Regions from separate parts of the Manis pentadactyla genome. Here region 1 is linked to region 2. A link is a contact called in public Hi-C data. All regions are on one chromosome and are shown on one strand. Each heading gives the region's core, a stretch centred on a gene start, on an enhancer-like site or on the middle of the called end of the contact. The rest is flanking DNA. Distances are from core to core; before and after follow the strand shown.

Region 1 (7,574 bases), core at 1,271-3,770, 900 kb after region 2:
ATATTTTGGATATTAGCCCCCTTATCAGATAGATGGTTTGCAAATATTTTTTCCCATTCTGTAGGTTGTCTTTATTTTGCTGATAGTTCCTTTTGCTATGCAAAGCCTTTTAGTCTGATGTAGCCCCACTCATTTTTTCTTCAATTTCTTGTGCTTTGGGTGTCATATCCAAAAAATCATTGCCATGACCAATATCAAGGAGTTTTTCCCTGTTTTCTTCTAGGAGTTTTACAGTTTCAGGTCTTACATTTAAGTCTTTAATCAATTTTTTATTTTTGTGAGCAGTGTCATACAGGGTTCCAATTTCATATTTCTGCCTGTAGTTCTCCAATTTCCCAACACCATTTATTGAAGAAATCATCCTTTCTCCAGTGAGTATTCTTGGCCCCTTGTCAAACATTAGTTGATGGTATAAGTGAGGGTGTATGTCTAAGCTCTCAATTCTGTTCCATTGGTCTGTGTGTCTATTTTTATGCCAGTACCACACTGCTTTGATTACTGTAGCCTTGACATGAAGTTTGAAATCAGGGGGCATCATGCCAGGAAAAAAGAAGTATTACAAGGAGAATACACTGGAGTGAAGAGAAGCCTTAGGCTTAAGGGAAAGGGTCCCATCAACGGTGTCTTTTAAAAATATTTCAACACTCCTCCTTAAATAATGCCATAGGTCATTGCTTTAGTTAACTACTCTGTGTGGTACTTAAAGTTTTAGTGTTTCTCCTCTGCATAAATCTATTTTCTGAGAAAATATTTTGATTAATATTCCTGTATAAGTTACAAAGATATTATTCGGGAAAATGATCAGTGCAATTGAACTCACATGACTCAATGAGGAAAAAGGTCTCCAAAAGATGAAATGTTTCTTCCTACATAATAATGTGATACAATTTAAAGGAAAAAGTTAGTAAATCCTAGAGACTCAGAACCGTAAAATGACAAAGAATTTAGAGATTAACCTCTCAGATGATTAACTGTCAAGTTTGCAAAAATTAAATAAAAACATTGAATAAAATATCTTAATAACCATTACATCTCAATAATCATTACAATTTGTCATTATAATTATTTCTTTTAGAAGAAGAGCTGGGATAAAGAAAATGATTTTATAGGGCCACATTGTTCATCCCCAAATTCCTTTACCGGTTTTACTATTTCTAAATTTAGTGGTTCAGATATTTGTCCCTCCATGCAAATTTTTACTTCCTATATATTCCTTGTCTACTTGAAATACTCAGTCATCTTGCCACAACAACATGATAAGGGAATGCGAAACATGATAAGCACAGTGAGTCACTATTAGGAACAGCTCGGTCTGCAAACAGAAGAAGACTTGGTCCTAGCTCGTAGAAAACCTAGAGTCATAAAAGAGAATTAAAACAATTACACAGCCAACTACCAAGTATAATTCCAGATAGAATGTGGTATGTGTTTTAAAAGAGGCATCGTGAAAATCAAAAGGAAGTTCCAAAGATGGGTAAACTCATTTTGCAAAACAAACAACAATAAAAATGGTAAGTTAATATATATTGAGACGTAATGCCCACCATGTACTGTGATTTACATGCACTATCTAATCTAATCTTTACAACAACCACGTGGGGTTTTTTCTATTTATTATCTTCACTTTACAGAGGAAAAAAGCTAGAGTCCCTGCCCAGAAGACATTCTTTTCCCATCCAAAGACAGGATTTGAAGGATAGAAATAAGGCCCCGACACGTCCCAAACTGCGCTGTCCCATACGGTAGTCCAAGCCCCGGGTGGTGACCCAACACCTGAAATGTGGCTGGTCCTGAAGAAGTGTCCTTTCAGTGTAAAATACACACCGGGTTTGGAATACCAAAATGGTACCAGAAGCAGCACACAGCTCATTAATAGTTTTATATTGATTGGATGCTAAATTGATAACATTTTTGATATATTGGGTTTAATAATGTATATTATAAAGTTAACTTCACCTTTTTCTGGGTTTTTTGCTTTTTAAGTTTTTAATGTGTTTACAAGAACGTTGAAAATTACAGATGTGATCTGTATTGTATTTGTACTGGACAACATCGGGTTAAAGTGTTGGTAAAAGAAGGAATAACCAGCCAAAGAGTAGATAAATAACATCAAGGACAATCTTCTATAGTAGTGAGCAGTCCGGAAGCAAATGCCAGATATAAGGAAGAAAAAGGTGTCATCTCATACTTTAAAAAAAAATCCTGTTAGGAATGTTACAAAACAAACGCAGACGCGCCCCCTCCCGTGCCCGCCGCCCCGCCCTCTCCAGTCCCCGCCGCGCTCCATGCGCCACGCGACTCCCCAGGACGCGGCTCCCGAGGACCCGCCCCCGGGCGCAACCGACCCCGCCGGGCGGAAGCGCAGGCCGCGGGGCCGCAGCCCGCAGGTTCCGCTCTCCCCGCCCCGCCCCAGAGCCGCCCGCACCTAAGATGGAAGCCGGGGGGAGCCGGGCGGCCGCCTCAGGGCGGGGCCTCGGGGGCCGAGCCGCCTGTGTGGCGGGGCCTATCGGGAGCGGGGCCTATTGGCCCCTCCCCCGCCCGCAGTCCCGGCCTGAGCTGAGCCGCCGCCGCTGCGCCGAGCGGGAGCCGCGCTCCGGAGACTTCATGAGGCCCCCGGCGCGGGACGCGGCCCGGACCGCGGGTGAGGAGGGCGCAGACAGCACTCCGCTCCTGCAGGGCGTCCGGAGGGTGGAAGCAGGTGAGTGGCGGCGCGGCCCGGGGGTGGGTCGGTCCCCGGCTCTCGGCCGGCGCGCCCGGCTGCGGCGGGGCGAGGGCTGTCGCGGAGCGGGAGGCGTCCCGGGCCCCCGGCCCGCCGGCCCGCTGCCCAGGAGCCGCTCCGGGGCCGGGCCTGGCCTGGCGGACGTCGGTAGCGTCCCGCGCGCGTCCCCGGGGAGAGCGAACCGGGGTAGAGCCTGCAGGTCTGCGCTCACGGGGCGGCGGAGGACCGGCGGGCGGAGGCCTGACGCAGCCGCCAGCCCTTCCTCCCCGCTGCCAGCTGCCGGGGCGCGAGGACGGCGGCGGCGGTCCCGCAGACCCTAGCGGGGGTCCTGAAACTGTGCGGTAGGGGATTGAAAGTACTGCCCGCGGCTTTTATAGCAGCCTGCAGCTTCACTTAGGGAGCAGGTTGGCTGTCCTCAAGACAGGGTGTCTACCAAGCCCTAAAGGAATTTGCCAAAGGTCTTGCAATGGATAGGAAAGGTGTTCTACAACGCATCTTTCCCTGAATTTGGGAAATTTTGAATATTTTGCTGTTTGGTACTTTTGTAACACAACGTCGTGAAAGGTAATAATCAAAACTAAACAAGTCGGTCTGCATGCATTCTGTAGCTTCAAAGGTTTGTGCATGAGAAACAGAGCTGAATTAGAAATTTCACTTTCCCTCAACAGTAAAGATCCGGTAGGATCTTTTTGTGTTTGCTTTTAACATCACCAGATGGTGGCAGTAAAGTGGCAACGTTATAGCTCTGCCCTGCAGCTGGGCGCTTACTGTAGTGGCTGCACGATGGAAATGCCATTCCGTAGGGTGTTTTACCTGCGAATGTGACTTAGTTCCATAAATTAATCTCTGTGACATATAGTGTTAGATTTCCATAATCTTCCTCTGTAAAGTAATCTAGTACGGAAATGCAGAAACAAATGCCATAATAAAGATACTCCCTAGAGAATACCGTATTCTGCTGCAATACAATTTTAGCTCAAAAGTTAAACATCATTAGTTGTCAGGAAAATGCAAACTAAAACTACAATGAACCATTAAACACCCACTAAAATGCCTAAAATTAGAAAGAGTGAAGAACCAAATGTTGGCAAAGATATGGAATAATTAGAACTCGCGTACTTTGATGGTAAGAGTGTAAAGTAGTACATGTTTTGAAAACTGGCAATTAACTTTAAAGTTAAACATACATTACCATAATACCACACAATGTTTATAGCAGCTTTATTCATAACCGTTAAGATTGGAAACAATCTAGATATTCATCAGCAATTGAATGAATAAACAGATTATAGTATATCCATACAATGGAATACTACTAGCTGATAAAAAATTGTATACTCCCATCAGAAGACACCGCTCTACTTTTAAGCCCCCAAAATGTTTGCACACCAGCTCTCCAGACACGGTTTTGAAGGTGCACAGCAGTGAACAAAACCGAACAAAGCTCCTGCCTCACTGAGCTCTTATATCCCACTGTGCGCTTTCCTAAGCCTTCAGCCCGCTCCACTTCACTCTCTCGCTGGGTCAGCCTCACTGCCCGGAGCTAGGTTTTCTTGCCGGTGCCCGGGGCTCCCTCGCCCCTGCCTTGTCACCAAGGCTCTCCCCGTGCTGTCCTGTGTGTCCCTGTGCCTAACCCCACAGTGGGGCCTGCAGCATTCCCAGGCCACACACTGGACAGGCTGCCCCCACCTGTGTCGGGTGGGTGTCTGCTCAGTGACCCTGCACATCTCACTGACAGCCACACACCCCACTCATTTCGACAACTCCTTACGTCTTTTTCCAATAACTAATTTCTCACAAGTGTGCAATAACCTCAATTCCTGATGTCCAGAAAAAGCAATAATACTAACAGTTCACAGTCATTGAAGGCATATGTGCTAAGCACTATTCTAAGCACTGTATGTATGAACTCAATCCTTATGGTAACCCTCGTGTAGGCAGACCACGAGCTGACACCGAGCGCATAGTAAGTGCTCAGTAAATACAAGCTGTTGTATTGTTCTATGAACTTGGCACCTCTGCCCCACTCATTCCGCAGAGTGCCGCGGGCTAGCCGTGCCAGGCTGTCCGGCCTCTCCTCTCCCTGTGCGCCGTCCTCATTGCACACTCCTGTCTCTGCTGCGGCATCTGCCTGCGCCACTGTCCCTGCCCTCGCCTGGTGGCTTCCTGCTCACTGGTGAAGACTGGGTGCAAGTGGTTCTCCAAGAGGCCTTTCCTCACCCGCCCTGCTCTGCACACACACACACACATACCCGCAGAATAACATGTTACATACATAGCGTAGCACTTTACCTTACTAGTGTAACATTCTTTGAAGTAAACCGGAAAGGAACTCACTTGGAGTGCCTTCCATTCTGCCCTCCAGGAACTCACTTCAGCCACACGTGACCAGGGAGGTGGACGGCAGAGAATGAAAAGTGACCTCCAGAGACCAGCCAGTGAAATCCAACCCAGAACCTAAATCCATTTCCAGGTCTGCCTCACTCTGAGTTAGCCTGTATTCTTTTAATAACACCTGCTCCACCTTGCTGAGTTAAGCCATGTCTTAGAAGTGGGTGGGTTGGGTGGGTGCCCTGTTCACCATGCAGGCGTGTTTTGCTTTGAGCTTGCTTTCCGTGTGGCAGATGCTCAGGGATGTGATCTGTCTCCTGTCCGTGATGTCACAGGCACGTTTGGCTGTATCCCCAGGCTTCCTTGAAATACAGTTTTTCTGGCTGATTTGTAATCAACATCCAATTTAATAAAGCTAGTAACCATTTATTTTTAATATTTCTTAAAACCTCATCGTGTTATATTTTGTGACATCTGGCTTTTTGTTTTCTGATTATTGACTGCACCCCAAAAACTTAAAGTTGCCTGACCCATAACTCATAGGTTATATGTGCACTAGTAATTTGAAATCATCTCACTCGCCTTTCCTTCGTTCCCCAAGCCTCTAGCCCCACATCTTACTCACCTGGTGAGGTATGTCCTGGTCCAGCCCAAGCATCACATTGGGAGAAGCTGAAAACACACAGGAGCGTAAGGGAACTGCAAATAAGGCAGAATGGAGTGATGACATTAGAAGTCAGAGGAGCATAAAATAAAGCTGCTTAAAGTAAGAATCACTGATAACTGTGTCCCTTCCTTCCACTTACTCCTGCATCTAAATGGGCAAAGCCTGTGCATCCTGCCTTTCAATTTATCTCAGATCTGCCCGGTCCTCGCTGTTGCCTCAGCTTTATTCTAGTTTAGCCACCTTGGCCTCTTATGTAGAAAACTAGGGAAGGCCCCTCAGTGATCTCCCTGAATCCACATTTCCCCACAATTCACGCTTCTCCCACTTGGTAATCTCACTGCAACCAGAGAAGCTCTCTAACCCTCAAATCACATCTTGTCACTCCTCTGCTGAAGTACGCAATGGAATTTGTAAACAAACCTTGGCAAAGCAGACAGTTCAGAAATCTGGGTTTTTCTTCTTCCAAATTACTCAAAGTAAGACATTTTAATTGTCAGATTTGGGAAGGTGATGAGTCCCCCGTCCAGACTGCAGTGTCACTGTGTGGCAGAGCGATGTTAAAGGATGCGTGCGCGCCTGTAAAACATGCCTTGCGATAGCCACACTGTCGCTGCCTGGACAGCTCCCGTGTTGCTGGAGAGAGCAACTGTGTCTGGACTCGGGTCACAGACCGCGCGAAGGAGCCTTGGAAATACAGTTCTCACTGCTGGAGTCTAATTGGCAGTAGCACTTTACCTCTGCCAGCTGTCTCTGAACTGGGAGTCATGAATGCCAAATGAAAGTGCTCCATTCAAAGATGTCATTCTTGCCCAGAAGAGAAATTGCTAGCAGTTGGTAGGTGTGTGAAGACTTACAGAAAGGGGAGTTGGATCACTTAGATGTGTGTTAATACATATCAAGTGTAGTTGTGCTGCATTCATTAAGGCATCAGCCTGAGTCAGTGCCAAGACCGTTGCACTCTGAAAAATAGACTCTTGTTTGAGGTTAGGTCAGTGAAAACACAGGATTCCCAAGCAGGCAAACACACACGTTGCTATGCCATTGCCAAACGGAAGCACACGTATATCTGTACATGTCTCTAACTTCTCATGACCAAACAAAATGATGTTTAGATTCTTATTAAACAGTCAGTGTTTGCCAAGCTTAAAAGTGTCAGACCCTGGGTGACCCCCTGCCGGGAACAGCCAGCAATCCCTGAGACGACGGGTGAAGGATCTGACTTTACAGCAAGAGAGGAGAGGGCGAGGGGGTCGGCGCTGAGAGGCAAAGACCCTTTTCTCTGTTCGCATTCATATTTATTGTGTGCTTTCAGATCTTTACATCATGATTAAAGATACCACAGGTGCAGATCACAAGAGTGCAGAAAGTTACAGGGTGTGATTAATCTTAAGCCTTTAGAACAAAGAAATCAAAGGTTTCCAACAATAAAGTCTTTACACAGACCCTGACATTCCAAGGGTCTGCACCCCATCCTGCAGTCCCATGACACCCTCTGGAAACTTCCATCTGTATCTTAGCAAGCCAACACTGCACAGCCCTACCACTAACATTTCCATCCCCCACAACCTACTTTCTCTTTGTCACTAGCTTCCTGACTCCCGCCCTCAGCACTAGAGGACAAGGTAGGATGTGTGCATAAGCCCATGAATAGAGTAAAATAGGCCAGCTCCCCCCACAGGACTCTGTTCTCATCGCCACATCCGGCCCACTCTCCTTCCTGTGATCATTGTGGCACCTTCCCTCACTTCCTTTTTTATCGTGGGCCCTTTAAGCCTGATCACCTGAGCAACTGTCAGAGATGCTTCGCGTTTGCTTTGGGATTCTTAAGCACACTGAGTCTAGGAGGCCCTAAGTGTT
Region 2 (6,581 bases), core at 1,389-3,888:
TTTTTTTATTGCTCTGTTCCTTCCTGACCAGAGCCTCCCAGCAGCCTTGGCGCAATAATTTCTATAGGAGGCGAATTAACGGTCACAAATAAAGCTAACGCGACCTTCCCACTCACTTTCCCACCTTGTCGCCTCTCAGTCCTGGTTATAAAGTGAAACATTTTTCAAAGAGTTCCCCACCACTCAATTTCACTCTCCCTTCTGAATTTTGACTTCCGACTCCCGCGCTCGCGCTGCCCGCTAGATGGCGCCGTTGGACCAGAAACCGAAGGCCGGGACCCGCCGGGAACCCCGGAGTCGGAGGGAGACGAGGTGGGAGCGGAGCTCGGCCGGGTGGGCGGAGGGAGACCCCTAGAGTGTGACCTGAGAGATGGTCACAAACGCAACCAAACCGAGTAAATCCAACAGCCCTGCCTCCGTCGGTAAATCACTTTGTTGCAAACGTTAATGACTCTCCGGGGCTCACCAGCTGGACGCGCTGCTGAAGGGCGGAGCGGGGAAGAGGGTTCGCCCGTTCTTCCCTCGTGTGGGTTTACCGCGCGCGGAGCCAGCCTGGGCACCGGGAGCCGACCTCTGCAGGCTGCACGCGGGGAGGCCTGGGGCGTCCCCTGCGTGCCGTTCAGGGGCACGCGTGTCCCTGGAAATGGTGTGGTCGGATCAGCTTGCGGATGTGCGTCTGTCCCCGCCCGGCGCCCTGTCCCCTCGCCCTACCCAGGGGTCTGGGCAGGGACCCTCCTGAGGGGCAGGGGTGATGGCTGCCGGCCCTTTGGGTTGCCTGCCTTCCTTGGCAGCAGCGGTTTCAGGTGCACTACGCCTGCGTTTGGGAGGGGGCGCCCTCAACAGGACCCCAGCCGCCCGGCGCGGAAGGCAGGCGGCCGTGGTCTCTGGGAGAGGAAGCCCCGGCTCTCGGATCCGGGTGGGCGCGCCACTCCTGCGCGGGCGCAGGGGCAGCTCTGCGCCGGATCTGCAGGAGGAGCTCCTTTTGGGCCAAGCACACCGACACCCGGCGCGGCGCGGCTCCCGAGTCCGCGATTTCACCGTCACGGACAAGGGCAGAGGGTACTGAGAGAAGCGCGCGCCGCCCGGGCTGGCCGTCCCGGACGCAGGGCCTCCTTCCAGACGCGGGAGGCTCCGGGGGGCGTCCGCGAGGCGGTGTGCCGGGGCGCGCGCCCGCGGAGCCGAGGGCTGGGGCGGGGCTCCGGCACCCGTGTGACTGCACGTCGGGTCCGCCGGGCCGGGACCCTGGCGCGCGGGGCCTAGACGATTCGGACGCCGAGGAGGCAGCTCCAGGGGCGGGCGCGCGGCCCTGTGCGCGTGGGCTTTCTGTGCCGGGCCCCGCCGGCCCTCGCGCAGGCCGTGTGTACGCGGGGAATGTGCGGAGGTGGCGGTCCCCACCCTTCTCCATTCTTTCCCTCCCGTCCTCTCGCTGGCTTCCTCTGGATTTCTCTGCAGGCGGGCCTGCGTGGGACGGAGGGCAGCGGGGCACCTTGCTGCTCTGCCAGCGGCTCGGAGGCTCGGGCCTGCGGGAGGGAAGGCCGAATCTGAGCGGGTCAGACCAAACCGGGAGCACAGGTTGACACCGGTGACGAGCCCTCCGCTTTCCCATTCCAGGCGCGCCAGCCCGGGCTCCACTCCCCGCCCCGTCCTCCGTCCCGGTGGCCGCCCGGCTCAGGGTTAACTGCGGGCCTTGCAGAGGCCCAAAGGCTCAGGCCCCTGCCAAGCGCACCCACGCGGCCATCGGAACCTCTCCTGTCGCCCCGGGGTGGGAGCCCCGCGCCTCCCGGGCGCGTGGTGCCGTCGGGCCATGCGGAGCACCGGGCTGCAGGCTGCGGGCCAAGGGGTGGAACCGCGGTTCGGGGGCCCTACGAGGGGAGAGGGCGCTGGCACAACGCCAGCGCCCGTTCGGACTCCGTGTCTCCGGGGTTGGGAGATCACCCGCCTTGTCCGTTGAGCCCGCGGGGTGGTGGGGCAGGGCCAGCTGCCCAAAGCCTCCCCGCCGGGCACGGGGATGAAACCTGGTCCCGGGCGACCTGCTGCTGTTCGGAGGACCCTGGGTTTCTTAGCGCCCCGCCCTCTTTCCCGGCTCGACTTGAGCCCCCAGTTCCGTCCGAAGCCCCGGGAGCGAGGCAGGACTGGGAAAGCCGTCGGTCGCCGAGCCCCGCGCGGTTTGCAGCCGCGGCAGATTGAACAGGGCACGGGGCGCGCCGCGTGCGCAGACAGTTAGTTCATGGAAACCCTGCAGATGGGTTTTAAGTGCCCCCGGGACGCAGGGGGAGAAGGTGTAGGTGGTGGGAATGGGACGGGGGATGGGGCTCCGATGGCGGGCCGGCCGCGCATTCTTGCAGCTCTGAAAGTGAGAGTCACCTCCCTCCCTGCCATTGTTCTTAATTTAGAAAAATTAATTCGTTAAAGAAAATCGCACGCCTGGGGAAACCCGAGCTCGCGGCCCGCCCCCTGCGGGGGAACGCGCGGCTTCCCTGGGCCCGGAGCCCGGCGGCCGCCCGCCCCCGCGCCGCCCCCGCGCCCCCGCCGCCCCGAGGCCCCCGCCACCTCACGCCGCAGGAATGCTCCAAGTATGCACACGCTCCCCAAGCAGACCTCCTTCGCCGCCGCGGCGCATACATCACCCGTGGCAGCCGTCCACCTTCTCAGGCGTTTCGTAACCGGGTAAGCTGAGAGCTGGGGACGGCCCTCCGTTAAGTAGCCCGCGGCGCCCCTCTCTTCCCACTCGGCCCCGCGCGCCGCCGCCGACGAGTCCGCGCCCGCCGCCGCCCGCTCTCCGCGCGTCCCGCCGCGCCCGCCGCTCCGGACCCGGCCGCCGCGGGGCCCCGCCGCGGCGCGCCCCCCGCAGCCGCCAGGTGCTCCCGGAGCGCGGCGCCGGCTGCCGCCACGCCGGGGAGCCGCCGCCTCAGGTGGGTCCGGCTCCGGCCCCTCGCCCTGCTGCCCGGCCTCGCCGGGGGCTCCGGGGAAACCCGCGCCAGCCGGTCCCTGCTCAGCCCTCAGCCGGCCCGGCGCGGGGGCGAGGGCACGGGACCTGAAGCTTCCGAGGGGAGGCAGCTGCACGTCTCCCAAGGCGGATGCGCGGCGGCCGGCGCGCGCGGGCTCTCCGGTCAATGTTTGCAGAGTTTCATCGACTTCAGGGGGCGGCGCTCCAGTGTGAGGGGCAGCCGTCCCGCACCCCCTCGCCCGCCCGCCCCGCGCGGTGGCACCTCGGTGGCGCCCGGCGCGGACCTCTCCGGGGGCGGGCTGAGTGCTCTGCAGCTCCCGGCTGCGCCGGGCTGTGTGGCATCGAGGCAGAGCCCGGGCCCAGGGTCCTGGCCCTTCCCCTGCTCGTCAGGGCATCCGAGACGGTGGGTCGGCCCAGCGCCCGGGGACGCGGCCGGCCAACCCTCCCCCGCCAGCGGAGTACACTGCCTCTCCGGCCTTCCCCCCGGGCGCCGGCCCGAGGTTCGCTGAACCCCAGGGTAGCGCGCACCCTGCATTCTCGGAAGGGTGGTGATCGGAGAGCTTGGGGCTCTGTGAGGAGCCGGGACCGTGGGCAGGGCAAGGGGCAGGAGAGGCACCCCACACCGAGCATCTTCGGGGACCCTCGGCGACCGTTTCCGCGCCTTCCGGGACCCCCTCCCCGCCTCCCACCTCAACCGGTAGCAGGTGGCTTTCTGAAGTCCACTGGAGCTCTGGGGAGGGGTCGTCAAGGAGGGAAATAAGCGCAAAACTCGTCCTTGGCTAACCGACGTCAGGGTGGCAGCGGGTGAAAGAGGAGGTGGGGACGGGCACGGGATCTGGAGGGACGGTTTGGGGTGCGGGGAGGTGTACTGTCCTTTTTTAGCTTGACGCTGGGGGGTAGGGAATTGGTCTCCTCCCGCGGGGTGAGGGAGGGGGCGAGTGGGCGAAGACCAATCCCTTAAGACCCCGAACCCCCCTCCCCCATTCTCATTCATGGTTTGAAGGGAGGGAACCCTGGCTGGCGCGTAGGGTCGGCCGTTTTCAGGCTTTCATGGCCGAGAATGCTCAATGAAATACTGAACTAGCTAAGCATTAGCATAAATGTTTCGGCTGAAAGGAGAGAGAACTTTATTTTGAACGTATGGACGGAATGCCTGGCTCGCTGGGTCAATTGGCTGACTGCTCCGGTCCCCGGACGCGACGGGACTCCTTCTTGCTGCCGACAGGTGGCGCTCTAGACCCAGGCAGGAGCGCGTCCGCTGCTCAGGTTTCCGCGAGGAGTTCAGGGGTTTAAAAACACTCCCCGCACAGATTTTCGGCGGGTCCATTGTCAGCCTTCAGTTTTTCGGGAGCACGACTGCCAACTGAGTTGGAAATGACTGTAGCAGAGGTCAGGCCAGTTGACGGGAACAGCGGGCCAGTTTCGCCTTCTCACCGCTGTAGGAGAGGGTTAGAAGCGTCAAACAGCTGTTAATTAGGAAGAAGGAAATGGCGGGGGTCCTTGGATCCCCAAGGCAGCGCCAAAATTTTAATCTTCGCTCCATAAAAAGAGATCCGGGCAATTTGGCACCGCCTGCTCGTCCGACATTGAAACGCACTCTACACTCAGGTCTAGAAAGATGCCAGTATTGTGCCAATAATGCGGAAAGACGTGTCCGTTTCTCTTCTCCAGGGGCTTGACCTTTGGCTCACTGTCGGATGCTCACGCACGATTTCGTTTTTCCCGGGGCCCAGCCTGTCCCCTTACAGTGATGTGTGTTCCGCAGAGCCCACTCTCCTCTATACGCCGCCTCCGGCAGCCCCCCGGGTCGGCTTCTTGTCGGCAGCTTTTGTCTCTGGGTTGGAAGATTCTCTTCTGCCGACATGGGTTAGGCACCTACTGTGCGCTGGGAACGAAAGATGCGCAAAATTCTCTCTTATGTGTAGACAGAACAAAATAGAGAAAACAGAGCGTGAAAGCGCTTTGTTAGCTCTTCCGCGCGCCCGGGACCAGCAGTGCGGCCCCGCGGCGCTACGCGGCTAGGAGGGCGCGCAGGCCGCGCACGTCCCCGCGGGCAGCGGCGTCCAGTGGAGTCTGGGCCACAACGACGCCTGAAAACCCTCCCCGGGCCGGATGAGGGACGCGGGGCCCGGGAGGCCTCCGCTGGCTTGCGGGCAGGACCCGCCTTCGGGAAGGACGCCCCTCAAGCCCGACGCCCCTACTGCCGCGGGCCCTGCGGCGCCTGGCCATGCCGCGGGGGCGGGCAGACCCGGGCACGTGCAGGCCCCGGCCCGGCTCGGTTCCCGCCGGGCCGCTGCTGAGGCCTCGCCGCTTGTCTCCGCAGGTCCCTTCATGCGGCCGTGAGCTGGGAGGCCGAGCATGCGGACCCGGCTTCCCCCAGCGCTCGCCGCCCTGGGCGCGGCGCTGCTCCTCTCCTCCACCCAGGCGGAAGGTAAGCGGCCCCGGTCCGCCGCCCGCGCGGACCCCGGAGCGCCAGCGCGGTCGCCGCTCGCCTCTGTCGCTTGCTCTGTGTCGCGCTGTCTGGGCTCCTCCTGCCGAGGGCCGCCGCTCTCCTGAGCTCGTCCGCTCCGCTGTCCTGCGTCCCCGCCGCTCGGCGCTCTGTGGTCTGTGCTCCTGTCCGCGGCGTGCTGTCCACGCCGCCCTCGAACCTGTCCGCGGCGTGCTGTCCACGCCGCCCGCGCTCCTGTCCGCGGTGCGCACCTGTCCGCGGTGCGCTGTCCACGCCTCTGCCTCCCCGAGGACCGGCGCCCGCGCTCCACGCAACACTGCGGGCGCCCCGAGCGCTGGTCTGTGGCCGGACGGCGACCCCAACGAGAGGCTCCACCGCGCCGGCGCTGCGCGTCCCCAGGCTCCGTGCGGGGCCCGGCGTCCGGCGGGAGCGGAGAGGCCCAGGTCTAGCCCCGCAAAGCCGAGGGTCCAACCCTGTCCTGCACCCTCCGCCTCCCCCCCGACCACCCTCCCTCCCTGCCGCCCCTTCTGCCCCTTCCTACCCCGCCCCTCGTCTCCTTCCTCCTCCCTCAGCATCAGCTGAGCGGAGTCGGGGCGGGGCTCAGAGACGCATCCTGGGGCCCCAAGGGCGGCAAAACAGCGCTGCGTGGCCCCGCCCTCCTGAAAATGAAGGGCTTTGCTGGATTATCAGCCTCAGTTTTGTTGTGTGCACTTGACGCCTTCGTTTCTCAGTTTTTACTAAACAAGCCATTTCTATGTATTAATCCAATGGGAACTGCCGTGTCCCTTCGGTCATTGAAAACCTGACAAACTAGAGTTATTGCTCTGCAGGGTGAATGGGGTACTACCATAAACAACATCTTAAAAACAGTTTTTTTTTTTCAATAAAAAAAATGCACCTGATGGAGTTAAGGGAGAAAAGAAGCACTTCTCACTGGGACAGCTGTGGGAGCCCCGGGTTGCGCCCTCAGTCTGCGGTTGTGGGAAAGTAGAGCTGTTCCATGACAGGCTGTTTCAGAAACTTCCTATTGTGTTTGATTTTCTGCTTCAAGGTTGCAGGTACAAAAAAAAATAATAATAATAAAATTAGGAAAAGCAGAGAGTCTCCAAAATGTATGGTCTGTTTAGAAAAGTGCCAGGAATTTGGTGCTCTTGTCTGATGAATATGTTGTGAATGTAGAGGCTT

What was found. A called contact is a pair of places that touch in the nucleus more often than the background predicts.
Region 1: a Hi-C map of fibroblasts shows a contact between it and region 2, with 5 times the contacts expected there. The contact joins the promoter of SLC17A5 here to the promoter of COL12A1 in region 2. A contact is called at or near these places in 2 of 3 Hi-C or Micro-C datasets (fibroblasts and skin fibroblasts).

What each region holds. Positions count from the first base shown.
Region 1 is chr16:7,127,088-7,134,661 of mManPen7.hap1, forward strand. SLC17A5 (solute carrier family 17 member 5) reads left to right here and starts at 2,521. Exons shown (of 10, transcript XM_057493709.1): 1 at 2,521-2,698. The coding sequence starts at 2,605.
Region 2 is chr16:6,226,941-6,233,521 of mManPen7.hap1, forward strand. It overlaps COL12A1 (collagen type XII alpha 1 chain), which reads left to right and starts at 2,639. Exons shown (of 66, transcript XM_036916189.2): 1 at 2,639-2,667; 2 at 5,271-5,378. The coding sequence starts at 5,306.